Linked DNA regions of Mus musculus: region 2 is linked to region 1. A link is a contact called in public HiChIP or PLAC-seq data. All regions are on one chromosome and are shown on one strand. Each heading gives the region's core, a stretch centred on a gene start, on an enhancer-like site or on the middle of the called end of the contact. The rest is flanking DNA. Distances are from core to core; before and after follow the strand shown.

Region 1 (2,870 bases), core at 12-2,511:
GCTCAGCCTGCTTTCTGACATTGCCTGGGACCACCTGCCCAGGGATGACACCACCTCCCAGAGGACCGGCCCCTCCCACATCAAAAGCAATTAAGAAAAATACCCCCACAGACCGCTCATACGTCAATCTGATAGTCAAATCTTCAATTGAGGTTTCCTATTCCCTGGTAACTACAGATTGTGTCAAGTTAAAAAAAAAATAAAAAACTAGTAAGCATGCCCCATTTCTTTCCTTTAACCACAGTATCCCTTTCTTCACACTTCTTCTACATCTGTATCCTTGGTTACTTTATAGTTCTCTTATTTGAATAAACTTTAACTCTGACAAATGTACCTTTAGTACATTTAGGATCTATGGGACACAGATTATTGCTAGTAAGTCTACAATTTCAACATAAAGAGAGGGAGAGGGAGAGAGACCAAACCTTGCTAGCTAAAAAGCCAATCTAGTAAGCGCTCATTTCTTTCTCCGATATATATTTTTGAAACTAGGATACGTGTTTCCAACTACACCCTGCATTTTACATCCAGAACCAACAGAGGGCGCTGCACTATCAAGGATGGTCTAAAAGCTCACTAGGTTCACAGCACAAATTCAGTACTATACAGAGCTACATAGACTCGCTCTGAAACACACGGCTGGCAATGACCCACGAACTGAAGTTTTATTAAGGCACTTTTAAAGTTCGGATAATCTCTTGGAGCAGGGCCTCCTTCACGAGCCCACAGAGGTCTTTTCTATGCAAATGTAGTTTTCAAGATTCCTACACAAAACTAGGCTCACTGGGGCTGTCCCTGCCAGAGAGGGTGTCCTTGTGTAGTCGGAGTCACGTGACACGGGGCCAACGCAATTCTCGTGAGGAGCCGCGGCAGCCAGAGCTCCCGCCATGCGGCGCCGAGCCTCACCTGCAGGGGGCGCCCGCAGCAAGGCGCAGAGCAGGACGGCGGCCAGCGACAGCGGCGAGAGCACGGAGCCCGAGGCCCCGGCCCGCCGCCGGCCCCGCGGAGCCCGGCCCGGGGCCAAGGCCTCCATCCACACGCCGCCGACGGCCGAGCCTCGGCGCAGAAGGTCGTTACCTGGCGCGCGCCCACCCGCCGCCGGAAGTTGGCAGACGGCAGGCCGGAAGGACGGACCGACGGACGCGCCACTTCCGCTCGGGTGATGTGCGGGAGGTGTGCTAGCTTGGGACCCAGCTTGGGTACACATGGGAGGCAAGAGGTCGATCCCCTAGGGGCTCCCTTGACTTCGAGGCCCCGCACCACTAAGGAAACCCTCCAGAACCTGGCTGGTCTGAGATTCCAAAGCGAGAAGAATCTTGTGTCGCAAAGTTCTAACCTTTGCCTTCCCGTGGTGTCTGTGTGCAGAGGAGAAGCCCCTCTTATTACCTTAGCAGTGGATTGAGTTTCAGCCTTTAGGTGCCTAATGGCAGCAGATCCTGAGAACGGATGACTTAATGAATGTACACCTCTCATAAACTTCCTGGCTATAGTAATGCCAATGCATGAAGTTCCTGACTGTTGTAATGCGAACGATTGTGCATTATCAGTGTGTGGGACTTAATAGAAAATGCATGCAGTGAACACCTAGGAGAAATTAAAGGTATTGCCTTAAAAAGTGGCATGATGGGAAAATGGAGGAAATAGACCTTAGATGACATTGACTTTCATGCAGTACTCGGCTTGGAAGATCATCCTCAACTTGGATTCAGGAAAACATAAAGAACCAGCTCACGGACCGTTTAGAATGAGAATGTATTTAAATTGAAAGAATCATACATCTTTTCTGCCTTTGGAAGGATTTAATGATAGTCCAACTAGGATAAAAATAAATTTTATACAAATATATAGAAACACTAGAAGCAGGCTGTTAAATGTTTTCACTTTTAATATGAAGAGATGGGTAATACGGAGTGGAGTAAAAACTTACTGACCTTCGTGTTTTGGATAAACTGTCCAGGACCTTATGCTGAAAACTTACCCATTTATTTCAACGTTATTGCTTGTTTTGTTGTATATTGCAAATTTTCAGTCATCATCATAGGTGGTCGTGGCTACATTCTGCTTATCCTTACTATCATACAATTGATCTGATTTAAATATTCTATACCTGACTCTTGTAGAAGCTTACCTTCTTTATTTAAGGAGGTGTGAGCTATTACCCTTCGGATTGTAATAATTAAACTTAGTTGCAATTTTCATGCAAAACCAAATTGTCTAGTTAAAAAACAGCTCTTAAGTGGACTGCTATGCTTATCGTTTAAAATAGATCGTTTTTTATGCTGCCATTTACTGAAATAACATAAATACCTCATTGTTTTCGTTCTAAGAATTGTGGTAACTTAAAGAAACTGCAGATAATTTAAGGCATTTAAGAATGGACTTTTACATTGGCTATGATTTATGAATTATTTTTCTTAAAAATCAGTATACTATATCTTCCTTGTTAGCGTATTTAAATTAAACATATACCAATGTTTATAATTTATTCCAACCCGAAAAGTTATTTCTAGTTTGTGTGTGTTTGTGTGTGTGTGTTTGTGTGTGTGTAGGAGAGAGAGAGAGAGAGAGAGAGAGTATATATGAAAGAGAGAGACTGTATATGTATTCACTACATCAACTTCAGTATATTCTTTCAGTTACTATCTTGCCCACAAAATATGAACATGTTAAATTTTTACATATACATGTGTGTGTGTGCATGTGTGTGTGTATTGGTTTCCTGAGCATTGGAGAAAAAGGTATAATGGAAATATTACTAGGACTTTTTTCTGTGGTTTGCCTAAAGAATTCCATTATGATGTACATAATAAGTAGTTCCGTGAGCTATGGTTCTACCTGTTGCCAAGCAGCAAAGGCTCTTTTTGTGTTTT
Region 2 (2,824 bases), core at 76-2,575, 110 kb after region 1:
GACTGGACTAGTAAGGCAAATGGTGTCTTCTAAGAGAACTTTTACCATTTTATGTATATGTATAATTTGTTAAGCATATTATTAAAATCAGATGCACTATAAGAAGGGGTATATGCAGCAAGAAAAAGTTCATATAGCTCAAATACACTAATTAAAATAGAGAAACCTTCAAACTATGACCCTTAGTAATGAGCCTCTCCTTTCTTTAAACTCCACAAAAGAAGCCTGAGGCAGTAGCCTGGGAACTTTAGCACTCTCTTATAAATGTAGCCAGATTTTTTACTCTTGACAGTATATTTCTGACCTGTACCCTTACTTTGTTTTAGAACAAAAATCTGCAACTTCCCTATATGTGTATATCTTTAGCTTGATTCATTGAATAAGACACCAAGAACCTGAAAAAAATTTTGTCCAAATACCAACCAACACTAACAAAACTATTTAGATTATAAGAGAAAAGATCAATATGAAAAGTATATTTATTTACATCAGCAATGAAAAGTGTAAAAATGAGGACTGGGGATACAGATCACTGGGTAAGCATGAGGGATTTCAAATTCCTAGCACCCCCACACAAAGCTGGGCATAATTGCACACACCTGTAATCTCAGCCTTAGGGAAAAGAAATAGGTGGATCCTTAAAGCTTCCTGTCAATAGGAGGAACAACAATATGAACTAACCAGTACCCCCACAGAACTGTGTCTCTAGCTGCATATGTAGCAGAGGATGGCCTAGTTGACCACCAATGGGAGGAGAAGCCCTGGTCTTGAGAACATCATATGCCCCAGTACAGGTGAATGCTAGAGCCAGGAAATGGGAGTGGGTAGTTTGGGGAGCAGGGAGGGGGAGGGTATAGGGGACTTTCGGGATAGCATTTGAAATGTAAATGAAGAAAACATCTGATAAAAATGAAAAAAAGAGCTTAGTGTCAATCATCTCATCTAAAATGAGAAGACTGAGAGACTTCATCTCAGAGTAATAATGTTAATAATGATAGTGGAAGATACCCAACACCCTCCTGTGGCCTCTGTGTATGTCTGTGCACAAAGGCACATGCACCTACACACACACGCACACACACACACAAGTATAAAAGTGAAACTAAAAAGTAATTCCATTTACAATTGTATTAAAACAATAAAATGATAATAAATTTGACTAAATCAAAGTATGATTTGTATACTGAAATGAAAAAAGAAATGGTCTGCAAATGTGGATTTTTGGAATCCTTCCTTTCCTACTTGTAATCCTTTGATCTCCTTCAGTTGTCTGTACTGCTTAACTAAGACTTCGAGTGCTACATTGGACAGAATGGACATCCTTCCTTGACTTGTTCCTGACTTTAGTGGAAACACTCTGAGCTTCTCTCCATTTAAGTTGATGTTGACTGGCTGTAAACCCCCTTCATTATGTTAATCTCTGTCCCTTGTATGCCTTGTTTCTCCTGTACTTTCATCATGAATGTGTTGGGATTTATCAAAACCTTTCTTGCATCTATGAGATGAACATTTTGTTTTTGACTTTTGATCTATTATGTGCTGGGTATGTTTGCTGATTTACATATGTTGAACCATGTATCTCTGTGATGAAGTCAATTTGATCATAGTGGATGATCTTTTTGATGTTTTCTTAAATTCAGTTTTTGAGAACTTTATTGAGAATTTTTGCATTGTGTTCACAAATAAGGTCTACATTTTTCATTTTTGTTCAGTCTCTGTTTTAGTATAGGGACTTTGTAAAAAGAATTTGGAAGAGTTCCCTCAGTTCCTATTTTGTGAAATGATTTGTGGATTGTTGACATTCGTTATTCTTTGAAATTTTGATAGACTTCTACACTAGGACCTAGGGTTCTTTTTTTCTTAGTTGGGAGTTTAATTGATGCTCTATTTCACTAGGGGTTATGGGTATGTTGATTTCATCTTGGTTTTAGTAGGTAATATCTATAAAGAAATTCATCTATTTCTTTTAGGTTTTCCAGTTTGGTGAAATACTGATTTTTAAAGTATGTCCTTATGATTATCTGAATTTCCTCCATGTTTGTTGTTATGTCTCCCCTTTCATCTCTAATTTTATTAATTTGATTATTTACTAATTGATTATTTCTTCCCGTACACTCTTTGTAGATGCTATTTCTTCTAGTTTTTTTTCTAAAAAATTTGAAGTGCATCATTGTTATTAGTGTGAGATTTGTCCAGTTTTTTTTTTTTAATGTAGGTACTTAGTACTATGAACCTAACTCCTGGCATTGCCTTCATTGTATAAGCATATTTTGTGTTGTCATTTTGATTCAATTCTAAAAGAATTTTAACTTCCATCTTGAATTTTGTCTTAAATCAGTCTTCATCTTGTCCATTTCTATTGTTGATATCCACCCTCCAAAACATTACAGGTTATATTGCCAAAGCTATGTGTTACCATCTACAACATGTCAAGATCCCGTTACTGAAGATACCACTTAATTTTCTCATAGAATATGGGAAAATTGAGCTGGTGTCCAACTAGAAGCTTTACTCTATTGACTAGTTTTCATAGTGCTAAAAGGTACTACACATGCTACCACAGGACAAAAGTAATCAATCTTACCCAGTTAAGAACCTGTGACCAGCAACACCATCAGTATATCTTGCAACCTGCCTGCAAGATATACTGGTAGAATAGTGGCACAAATGTTATTGGAGAAATCCACCACCTTTTGATTGAACTTATGGCTCATTCCATGAGATAGAACCCACATTTGACACTGTTTATGAAGGCCAAAACCCTGCGCTCTTGGGGAAAGCCTACTTTTATTCTCCTAAGTGAGCATAGCAATAAAACAACTCT

Evidence for each region. HiChIP or PLAC-seq counts read pairs in DNA pulled down with a chosen protein or histone mark.
Region 2: a contact with region 1 is called in an H3K4me3 HiChIP or PLAC-seq map of the SCID.adh cell line, with 11 read pairs. The contact joins the enhancer-like site here to the promoter of Zpbp in region 1. A contact is called at or near these places in 4 of 39 promoter capture datasets (the C10 cell line, the HPC-7 cell line, HPC-7-derived erythroid cells and 1 more), 1 of 15 datasets of contacts at CTCF or cohesin (thymocytes), 14 of 484 Hi-C or Micro-C datasets (B cells, the Ba/F3 cell line, the G1E-ER4 cell line and 8 more), 4 of 115 datasets of contacts at active chromatin or transcription factors (CD8 T cells, the SCID.adh cell line and embryonic stem cells) and 3 of 9 other capture datasets (adipose tissue, embryonic stem cells and liver).

Annotation. Positions count from the first base shown.
Region 1 is chr11:11,461,158-11,464,027 of GRCm38.p6, forward strand. It overlaps Zpbp (zona pellucida binding protein), which reads right to left and starts at 1,262. Exons shown (of 8, transcript NM_015785.2): 1 at 907-1,262. The coding sequence starts at 1,207. It overlaps Spata48 (spermatogenesis associated 48), which reads left to right and starts at 2,587. Exons shown (of 9, transcript NM_001347068.1): 1 at 2,587-2,870.
Region 2 is chr11:11,575,881-11,578,704 of GRCm38.p6, forward strand. All of the region lies in intron 1 of Gm11998 (predicted gene 11998), which reads left to right. Among named protein-coding and RNA genes, the nearest start is that of Gm29945, 19 kb to the left of the region's middle. Within about 2 kb of position 1,326, at least 1 of the 459 cell types and tissues checked has an H3K27ac peak or open chromatin away from gene starts, as enhancers often do. A contact at or near this core is called in the SCID.adh cell line, where this site is marked.